Regions from separate parts of the Mus musculus genome. Here regions 2 and 3 are each linked to region 1. Evidence: chromatin contacts called from public Hi-C data. All regions are on one chromosome and are shown on one strand. The core of a region is the stretch at or near the end of the contact, and the rest is flanking DNA. Distances in the headings are between cores, read along the strand shown. Region 1 holds the start of Myt1l (myelin transcription factor 1-like). Region 2 overlaps Myt1l (myelin transcription factor 1-like). Region 3 overlaps Myt1l (myelin transcription factor 1-like).

What was found. A called contact is a pair of places that touch in the nucleus more often than the background predicts.
Region 2: a Hi-C map of cortical neurons shows a contact between it and region 1, with 2.6 times the contacts expected there. The contact joins the enhancer-like site here to the promoter of Myt1l in region 1. A contact is called at or near these places in 1 of 39 promoter capture datasets (hippocampal neurons), 6 of 484 Hi-C or Micro-C datasets (cerebellar granule neurons, cerebral cortex, cortical neurons and 1 more), 1 of 115 datasets of contacts at active chromatin or transcription factors (embryonic forebrain) and 4 of 9 other capture datasets (adipose tissue, embryonic tail, liver and 1 more).
Region 3: a Hi-C map of cerebral cortex shows a contact between it and region 1, with 2.4 times the contacts expected there. The contact joins the enhancer-like site here to the promoter of Myt1l in region 1. A contact is called at or near these places in 2 of 39 promoter capture datasets (epiblast stem cells and trophoblast stem cells), 4 of 484 Hi-C or Micro-C datasets (the N1E-115 cell line, cerebral cortex and cortical neurons) and 1 of 9 other capture datasets (pancreatic islet).

Annotation. Positions count from the first base shown.
Region 1 is chr12:29,526,767-29,529,994 of GRCm38.p6, reverse strand. It overlaps Myt1l (myelin transcription factor 1-like), which reads right to left and starts at 1,611. Exons shown (of 25, transcript NM_001093775.1): 1 at 1,199-1,611. Gm20208 (a long non-coding RNA gene) reads left to right here. Exons shown (of 4, transcript XR_381405.4): 2 at 1,755-1,929; 3 at 2,172-2,523; 4 at 2,861-3,037.
Region 2 is chr12:29,653,854-29,657,081 of GRCm38.p6, reverse strand. The region is part of intron 3 of Myt1l (myelin transcription factor 1-like); the gene reads right to left. Among named protein-coding and RNA genes, the nearest start is that of C630031E19Rik, 31 kb to the left of the region's middle. Within about 2 kb of position 1,526, at least 32 of the 459 cell types and tissues checked have an H3K27ac peak or open chromatin away from gene starts, as enhancers often do. A contact at or near this core is called in cerebral cortex, cortical neurons, embryonic forebrain and 1 more, where this site is marked.
Region 3 is chr12:29,605,233-29,608,460 of GRCm38.p6, reverse strand. The region is part of intron 2 of Myt1l (myelin transcription factor 1-like); the gene reads right to left. Among named protein-coding and RNA genes, the nearest start is that of Gm20208, 76 kb to the right of the region's middle. Within about 2 kb of position 1,685, at least 15 of the 459 cell types and tissues checked have an H3K27ac peak or open chromatin away from gene starts, as enhancers often do. A contact at or near this core is called in cerebral cortex and cortical neurons, where this site is marked.

The DNA of each region.
Region 1 (3,228 bases), core at 362-2,861:
AATGTAATAGTGAAGCATAACTTTAAGGAGAGTTTCAACCAAATGACTTACTATACTACACTGAAGCAATTCAATCATTTATGCTCCTTTGGGTCAATTGAGGAAGGAAAGACAATAAAGTTCTTTGAGGCGGATGCATGCTGCACACTTGTATTTAAAATGCACCATTAGTACTTTGGGTTCATAGTTTGGGGTAGACTAAAAGTTAATCTTATAATATTGTTTTCAAAAGGAATTTTGAATAAAATACTTCCATTTTTAGAGTAAACATGTCTATCTACATGTAAAATATACCTGACTTTCTCACTTCAAAAGCTGCATCTCTTTTATAAAGTTAAACAATTAGAAAGACTCTCTCATGCTTGTGAAAGTGTTATGGGAGCTTTTGTTTGTGGTGTTAGCAAAAAGTATAAACACTTGAACAAAAGAGTTGTTAAACAAATCACTTTATCCCAATTAAATTAACAACATCATGATTGATAGCATATATAGTTTCAAGATATAAGAAATTTGTCGTGATTAAATTAACGCTCTGGTCAAACTCTACTGTATATTTTGTATATTTCACACTCAGGTGAATATTTATATTATTTATTATTTATTCAGATCTACCTGGAAAGTAGAGTGTGAAGACTCAACTTTTTGCTTATGAGGTGATTTTTAAAAAACCATATTCTGCTAGAACTTAGGTGCTGTTTTGTTTTTATGAACTTCAAACATTGAGGTTATTGTTTAAAATCTTTATTTGAGTTTATCAGTTTTATAAACATCAACAAACTTTCTTTCTATAATTAGACCAAGACAACAGTGCCTCAGGAGTAGCTAACATTCCCACAGCCCTTGCTTAAAATCCCTCCTTGTTTGTAAAGTGAAGTTAGCCACTCTCAGGAAGTTACTTCAGCCCAAATCACCGACCTCCAGACATGCAGTAAGTTTTTCGGTTTTCTCATTTTTTTTTATTTCTTTTTATAAACAAAAATCATTGTTCAGGCATGCAATCTATTACCCATTTTTGCTCTAAAGACCAGCTTCTGAGGACTGAAGACCTGTACCTCAGGAACCTCTCAGCCACCAGCCACGCTATAAAAATAACTTTAAAAAGGAACGAACAATAGGTCTGCAGCAGAAGCCATGAGCTACAGCAAAAACAGATCCTGACCCCTGAGTCCAAAGAATTAACCTAACGAGCATCACGTACCTCACACCATGACCACACCGCTCACAAGTGACGGCAAGTTCAATTTTGGTAACTGTGCTGGCTCAAAACACACAGAAAGAAAGAGAAAACCCTTTCCCCCACAAGTGGGAGGCCGAGGAGGACCACGCATAGCACCGAGAGGCAGGGAAGGTTGCTTTTGTCTTCAGCAGCATTGATTTCATAACCCACAGTCCAGGGAATCAAAAAATTGAAATACACCCACCAACAATGGGTGAGAAACCAGGAGGCCTCCAAGAAGACTGCAGGGAGAAGCTTTCTCGCTCTGTTTTGTGTGCAGTAGCTTAGGGGGAAAATGTCGCGCGGGCAGGAATGACACATGCAGCAGGAGAGGCTAGCGGGCCTAAGAGATCTGCTTTACCTCCACAGCCAGCCCCTAATGCACGCAGCTCCACTCATCCTCTCCTAGGCTTTTTTTTTTTTCCACTTTTTTTTTTCACGAGCTCCAAATCCCCGGCATATGACCTTCTGTTAAATAGATAAAAAAAAAATTGCTTATCAGTCATGCAAATGAGGCTGAATTCATTTTCCACAACAGATGGCCTCATAGATAATGATGATGGAAGAGAGAAAATTGAATGTCTCTCACAAGGTGGCCATGGCAACCGAGAGCAGAATAATATCAATAATAAGCTCACTGCATAATAAGGTTGTCAGTCCTACAAATCAAAGTCTGCAGCTAAATCAGGTATACCACCCCAGCTAGTTACCAGGTATGTATGTGTATGTGTGTGTGTGTGTGTGTGTGTGTGTGTGTGTGTGTGTGTGTGTGTGTGTGTGTGTGTGTGTGTGCATCTATGTATACGCTGACCATGAGAATAACCAGCAGTCCAAGCCACTTAATGTCCAGGGGTGGGGTTGGGGGGGGGCGTAGTTGCTAGATAATGAAATGACGATCCTACAATTTGACAGTTTTTTCTTTTCTTTTCTCTTTCTTTCATTATATTTTCTGCAGTAGCAGATACGGTTTCATGAAGGACCGGCTAACTAGCCATATTGAACTGTGGAGTGAGCCTGTGGGTGAGCTCCCCTCCCGCTAGCCTCCTCCTCACTCTCCCCTCTGTGTGCCCTGCTGCATCCTGCCTAGATGCAAGAGCAGCTCACCCGCCGCCGGAGGCTTCCACCTTGGCTCCCAGGGGGACATCCTGCAAAATGAATCAGCAGCCATCCTGAGCAGGCTGATTAAAATGAAAATGGCAAGGCACATGTCTGGGCGGAACTGGAGCTCGGCTTTGTTGCCTGTCTGACAAGCACGCTCAATATAGCTCTTGCTAATAATGGCTTACTGCCTTTCGGTTTTTAAAAAGGTATCACCCTTTCCTCTTAACCGACTGCTACTCGCGTGTGTGTGTGTGTGTGTGCACGCGCGCGCGCGCGAGCGCGCGTGTGCTTCACATGTGTGTGCCACGGGGGTTGTGGGGGGACGGATTGCTCGATTCTAATTTTCCACTGCTCACATGCAGACAGCCCGCCTGACAACGCTGTTATTTTAAAACTGAACTTAGTTGTCTTTCTTCTGAGGAAAGTGATGGTTAAGTCTTGGATGTGATGTGGAGGTTGACAAAAACAGGGATTTCTAGCCCAAGCCTTAGCCACAGAGCTGGGGGGAGGGGGTCATCTAATGCTTGCCTCTTTGGCTCACAGCCCAAAGCTAGAAGCAGCCCAGGTGAAGCCTGCTCCTGCTTGAAGCTTTTCTACCAGACTGTCTCCATTCTCCGGATCTCATGCAGCATACAGTCTGAACATGGGAAAATAGAAGCCACTGAATGCTGCAGTTGGACAAAGTTTATTGCAAATAAATCTCATTTCTTTTCAAAAATTCCCAGGTGTAACTTGAAAATCCCTTTTTTATAAACCATATTTTTAAATATCTATATCAAAAATTTCAGGTTTTCTTTTTTAAGACATTGGGACATTAAATCATTTCATCTCTCTTCCTCAAAGAACACAAAACAAAACAACAACAAAAACCTCCATACACAAAACAAAAACAGCTTGATTTTTTTAAAAAC
Region 2 (3,228 bases), core at 277-2,776, 130 kb before region 1:
CAAAGGCAGATACACACACACACACATACACATAAAGACAGAAAGACACATATACAAAAACAGACACACAGACACACACAGGGACATACAAAGATAGACAGACACAGACACATGCATACACACAGACATACAAAGACAGACACACACTCATACAGAGACACAAAGACAGATAGGCACATATACAATGACAGACACAGACACACAAAGAGAGACACAAACAGACACACTCATAAACACAGACAGAAATAGATAGACACACAACACACACACATACACACTGAGACACCTAGACACATACACAAAGATAGACAGACACAGACATACATAGACACACACACACATATGTACACACACATACACACAGAGTTTTGGGTTTTTTTTTTTTTTGGTTTTTGCTTTGTTTTTCTTTTGTTTTCAACAATTTGAGAGAAATCCCAAGATTTCATTCAAGCTCATTTGGGCACAATAACATTTTGATCAATTTACAATTAGCTTGGCAAAATACATATTCTGTGGGGAGACTAGAATGTGACAGGCAATTTACATAACTGTGCCACTGCTTCGCTCTTCAGAATCTGAGGCCCGTCCACAGCACACAACACAAGCAGGTCAGTGTACCTCCACCCAACAAAGCCAGGATAGTTCTCAGCTTTTACTAGCATGTCCTGGCATGGGAAGATGCAGATGTAAGCCATTTCAGAGGGGGAAAGGTGGGTCCCTTCGTCAGGCTCAGTTCACAAGGAGGCTTCCCCAGTCTCATAGGCAGCAGCCTGCCACCCTTATATAATCAAATGTCTATGGACTAGACTCTGGCCACGCAATCGTTTTGTAACATCACCCCTACTGTTTAAAGTTTTCCTGACCATTTGGGGAGGGGGTAGCAGGAGGGAGGAGCCTCAGCTCTAGGTGGGCGTTGCGGTGGGAGTTGCTGCTTCACTTCACTGTTGATGGAGAGTGGCGGTTTATCTTATCTCCGTGTTTCTGCCATTGACATCAGTGGCCCACAAGCAGTCTGGATGATGTATGAGCACACGAGAAAGGACACCAGGATAAAAGTGGAGAAGTGCACGCCTTATGAATACTTCGTGGGGCCAAACGCTGCCGTTTCCCTCCTGACACTGCTACCTGCTTCAGTACGAGGCACGGACACTTTGCTTTTTATCTCATTTAATTTAAAAGAAAAACCTATCGGTTGCCATAGAAATATGTTTTCCTGCTGACATTGTTATCACAGCAGCTAGTCTGTGGGTTTCACAACCAGCAGCAAGTGCCTTTCTAACGAATAGGGTTGGTTTGTCTCCCTAAACGCCTACAGATAGTAGGTCCCCAGCAGGTCTCTCTCCAGAGGCCCAGCATCACAGACCGGAGAAGCGGTCTATAAAGACTCTACAGCCAATTTCTATCACCCTGGACTCTGTCCACTCCAGCCCATTTCCTAAGATCCAGCTCTCCTCCTACAGGAGACAGAGCTTAGCTTTCTCTTACCCTTCCTCCCACCGTACAGTCATAAGCACCATACACAATCCACCCAGATCACACTGCCCACAGCAAGGAAGGAGCTTCTGAGTATGATCATGGAGATAAACCCTACAGTATACCCTTGCCATGCATATTGAAAGAGAAAGAACCTTCTGATTCCTTGCCATTGTTTCCTGTCTGCAAGAAAAGGTTTGGCAGATTCACGGGGAGCCGTGAAACAGCGTGTTTGGCACAAAGTCACCTCGACAGTAATTTGCATGTTCCAGGCTGTCATCCCCAGTCTGTGCCTGACAAGGCCTGCCGGGGTCTATTGGAAATGTGCACAACCGCATAACGCCTTCCTTCTCCGTTCCTCATGTCCGAAAGCAGAAGGCTGGAGCTAGGGCTGCTTACTGTTCTCAGTGGAATTCATATTAGCCTCCCACTGTCTATTCAGCGTGGCTCTGCTCTCAGCCCACCGCTTGCACACAGGTCCTCATGTGTGTATATGTGCACATGCATGCATATATGCACACACAGGCACGCAAACATTCACAAGCACATGGAGACTTATACACTTCTTTGACTGAAGCTAAGCACATAGGCATCACTACTGACGTGCAGAACTGGGTGAATCGTAATTGGTAACATCATGTCCTTCATTAGCAGGTGAGAAGGGCAGGTGGATCTGCGTCTCTGCACTCTGGAAGGGCCTGTGTTCATTGCTGAAGGACACCTGGGTATAACACCATCTGAACCCCTATTTAGAGGATGTCCTGTCCTCTGGGGCATACTACTCTAGGGCATACTACTGTGTAGCATACTCTCAGGACTGCTGAGACAAAGACAGCATTAAATACCATGTCTCCATTTTTTTTTATCTGACTGTTGCCATGTCAGGTATGCATGAAGGTGAGCTGGGGCTGGAATGTCCAGCTCAGTGCCATCTAGAGGAGTCCTGGTCCCTATGTATGCTGGCAATGAGCAAGCTACACAAATCAAGAAAAGATGAACCTCCCTCGTCACAAACCAGGATCCTTAGGAATGCAGGCCATGCTCAGAGCAGTGCAAACAGTTGCCTAAGCCATAATCCACTCTCTCTGCCTTGATCTGCAGAGAAGCTAGGGAGATAGTAAGGGCTGATGGTGTAGCACACGACTGTAAAGAACGTGTCCAGCTGACAGCGCTGGCTTTTCCACCTTAGTGAGTTCCAGTAGCTTTACATCTCACATGCAGTAATAAGGTGTGTGCTCCTGACTCTCAGTGACCAACTGTACTGACCACACATAGCTGGGCTATGGCTGTACCCATAAGTGTCACAGAAACTAAATCACTAACTTCACGTATAAGCAATTGGCAAGTTGCTGCCACCATCTACAAATTACTCTTGGGATTCACCAGTGTAGGCCAGGACTGTGGAGAAGCCAGAGGTCCTTCTCATGGAAGCTGTGGCCAATGGAAAGATGATCGCGGAGCAGAGGGAAATGTCCTCCACAGGCTCATGCATTTAACCAGTGCCTTTTCATGTCTTGCTGCTATGTGGGGAGGTTTTTGGAACCTAGGGATGGTGGCCTAGCTAGCAGAATGATTTGGTCCTGAGCTCTCTGCTTCCAGATACACTAACATGTGTTGAGCTGGTGTGTCTTGCTACCCCTACCACTGATGGAGCTGACTTGGTCATCATGCCTTCCTCATCAAGCTAGACTGAAGGATCTGAAAGCCTGAGTTAAAATAAGACTTTCCTTCCTTTAGATGTTTCTGTCAGGTTTG
Region 3 (3,228 bases), core at 436-2,935, 78 kb before region 1:
CTTCTAGATCTGCCTCCTTCTTGCTTTGAAAATGCAGAGTCTGACTAACACTAACATATAGACACATCTGTGCTCATCCTTGTCTTGCATTTGGAACTTGGAGATTCCCAGTCGTGCTATTAGAATATATCACATAAACAGTATTCATATGCCTGTGCAGAACTTTGAAGATACTCTGACAGCCTGAGCTCCTTCCAATGTGGCAAAGGGTATTTTCCTTGCCTTGACCCGTCTTGCTGATGTAGGACCAAGAGTGTCATGCCAACTCGAATGTCTGTGAGTAGTAGGTACAGTTAGCTTTGGATACTTGAATTCTCTTTGGTTGATAAAGGAGAAGCAGCAATACAGGGGATGTCAGTTAAACATGCAGACGCTGTAGGCAAGGCACTGTGTTCAGTGAGGCTCTATATCTATTTGTGTCTGTACCTATAATATCTAAAGCTCCTGGATCTCACATCCACACACATAGGATGAACAGTACCCCAGACAGCTCTGACAGTACACAGCCTAAGGGCAACGTGAGCCCTTGTGCGTCCATCCTACAGCGTTCTTCCTCTTGCCACAATGTGAAGCCTTACCTGGAATAAAATCATGGCCAGTGGGAGAGACAGAGGGAATCAGCATAGGTATAAGAGGTATACAGGAGCAAAGGAATATATATATACACACATATATTCATACATGCATATATATATGTATATATATACACATACATATATACTCATATACACATATACATATATATACATATACACATATACATATATACACATATACATGCACACACACACATATGCTACTTACACACACACACACACACATCATAAAGAAAGCCTATGGCTTTATGTAATTAATATGCATAAATAAAAAATACAATAAAATCATGTTTGCTAATTTATAATGTATAAGTTCTCCCTCTGGAGAAAAAACAACTTGTTCTAAGTCCATGCTTTGATTAAACAGGGAGCTGTAGGGAATTTTCACATTCCTGTTTAACTATTGTTCATTTACATGCAAGTGTGGACTGCAAACCCATCTTTTCCCTTTCATTTTTACAATGCTCAGCATTGTCCTGAATTGTCAGTAGATGGGACCTGGTGTTTCACCTGGCTACCCTTTTCTATGAGGAGTGAGTGCTCAGTTGGAAAATCAGCTGCCAGTCAACTTCCATTTATGCGTGAGCCAGTTATAGGGCTGGTAAAGATATCCAGAAGTCCAGAGGGCTCCACCTGTGATAGGTGCAAAGTGGACACATATCCTATCAGTAGCTATGTTTCCTGCCATTGGCACTTTGAAGATACCAAGTTATTTGCCTGCAGGAATTTGTCTAACACTTCTCTTCCTGGAGGATTTACTGAGAAGCAGCACCCAGAACAACAAGTTTAGTACATGAAGCAGAGTTACTGCTTTGACGGGCTATTTATGGGTTTCACTGAATGGAGATAGGGATACTAGAAACTTCTTTGTGTATCCATGGCCGTCAATGAGCTGCATGCCTGAGATGTTACATATGGCAGGAACAGCCAGCTCCTGTCCAACAGCAGGCCATGGGAAGTCCCCTTCCAGCAGCAGCTTCTGGAGGAAGGACTCCACAGGTAGCAAATCTGACATCCTAATGTGGCTGGTGACTGTCACTCAGCAGGCTGATCACTGTGCTGGGAGACTTCACCATGGAAGTCACTGCCCCTGACTGACGTTTGAGTCATAGCTATTTGCATAATGTCAAGATGTGTGGAAGAAGGGATCCTGGTAAACTTCTGGGATCTTCCTGTGTGCCGAAATGACAGGCATGGCCGGAGGGGAGTCAGGCTTCACCGAGCATTATTACAAAATAAACTTTCTATGCACAGACATGGCCCCGGGTTCTGAGCAGCCACCCAGGGGCATTGGAGAAGTTACCCCCATGCTGGCGGAGGCAGCGAACAGCATAGGGTTTTCAGATGCACAGAGAGAGCAAGGGGGAACTGAGGCTGCATCATTCTAAGCCTTCCCACCCGAAGCCCAGCTTTCCTACTTCCTCTGCCTTCTGTTTGGGTTCCTTCAGAGCTAGTGAGTCAGATGGAGAGAGAATCCAACAGCTAAATATTCAAGCCTGAGAGAAAATGCCACACCGCTAGAGAGGAGATGAGAGATCTTCACTGTCATCTATATATTCTTCCAACCATTTGGTTTGTTTTCATCTATATGCCTGTCTGCCTATCATTTACTAATCTACAAGATTTACAAGGCCGAGTGAGTGAGTCAAGCTATCCCAGGCTTGTTGGAAAAATGGGACACACAAAAATAGATGATGACACCTGTTTGGTTTTGATATAGGGTCTCACCATATAGCCCAGGCTGGATTTAAAAATACTCATTTTATTCCTTCTGCCTCAGTCTTCCAGGTGCCAGGATAGTTAGTTAAAAGCACATGCCACTCTGCTCAGAACATGGCAACTGTTCTCAGTACCACTGACTTTCCGGGTACCTGCTCTGACCATAGTCACAGTCTGTCTGCTTTCTCTGGCTCTTCAGATACTGATTTTGCTAGCTCTGAAGAGTCAGCAGAACACGAAAGTGGTCACAGCAGTCCTCAGAGTAACACGCATCTTATGCCTGAGCCAGAAATACTGAAAATTGATTACATAAACTTTCCACAGTTTTGGAAATGTTCTTAGGATAGAGAACTCAGTGTTGAACATTCAATAAAACCCATTCTTCCCGGGGTTCTCTTTGGGGAAGGGAAATGGAAGAATGTCCACGGCCTGGGGCCTGCTGAGTGTGAGGATGAAGTGCCCTCAGCCTGAGATCTTCTGGGGGCAAGAAGGGGATGACTTCAGCTAGGACCTGTTGGGCAAGGGGAGGGGAGATTCTAGGATGTGGACAAATTCTATTTAGAAGGAAGCATCTATAAAACTTGAAGGAAGAGATGAGTATTTATGGGGGACTGTAAGAGTGGAGAGCAGCCCCATTTTTCATCAGCAGGCTCCTGTCCCCCTGGAGTTAGAGAGGGAACCAAGAAGAAGCAAGGCAGCCTCCCTGAGCACAGAAGCCTCCTGCCTCCACCAGCTATGTACCCTTTCTCACCATCAGTGCTCCGTGGGAGCAGTGGGCTTGGAGTCAGAGAAGCCACCTGCTCTCTAGTTTACCCAAGTGCATGCAGCTGCGAAGGGGATGAAAGGGATGCTGAGGGCTCTTATGAATACCACATGGGCTTATCCTATCATGATTACCCAGAGCCACGCAGTG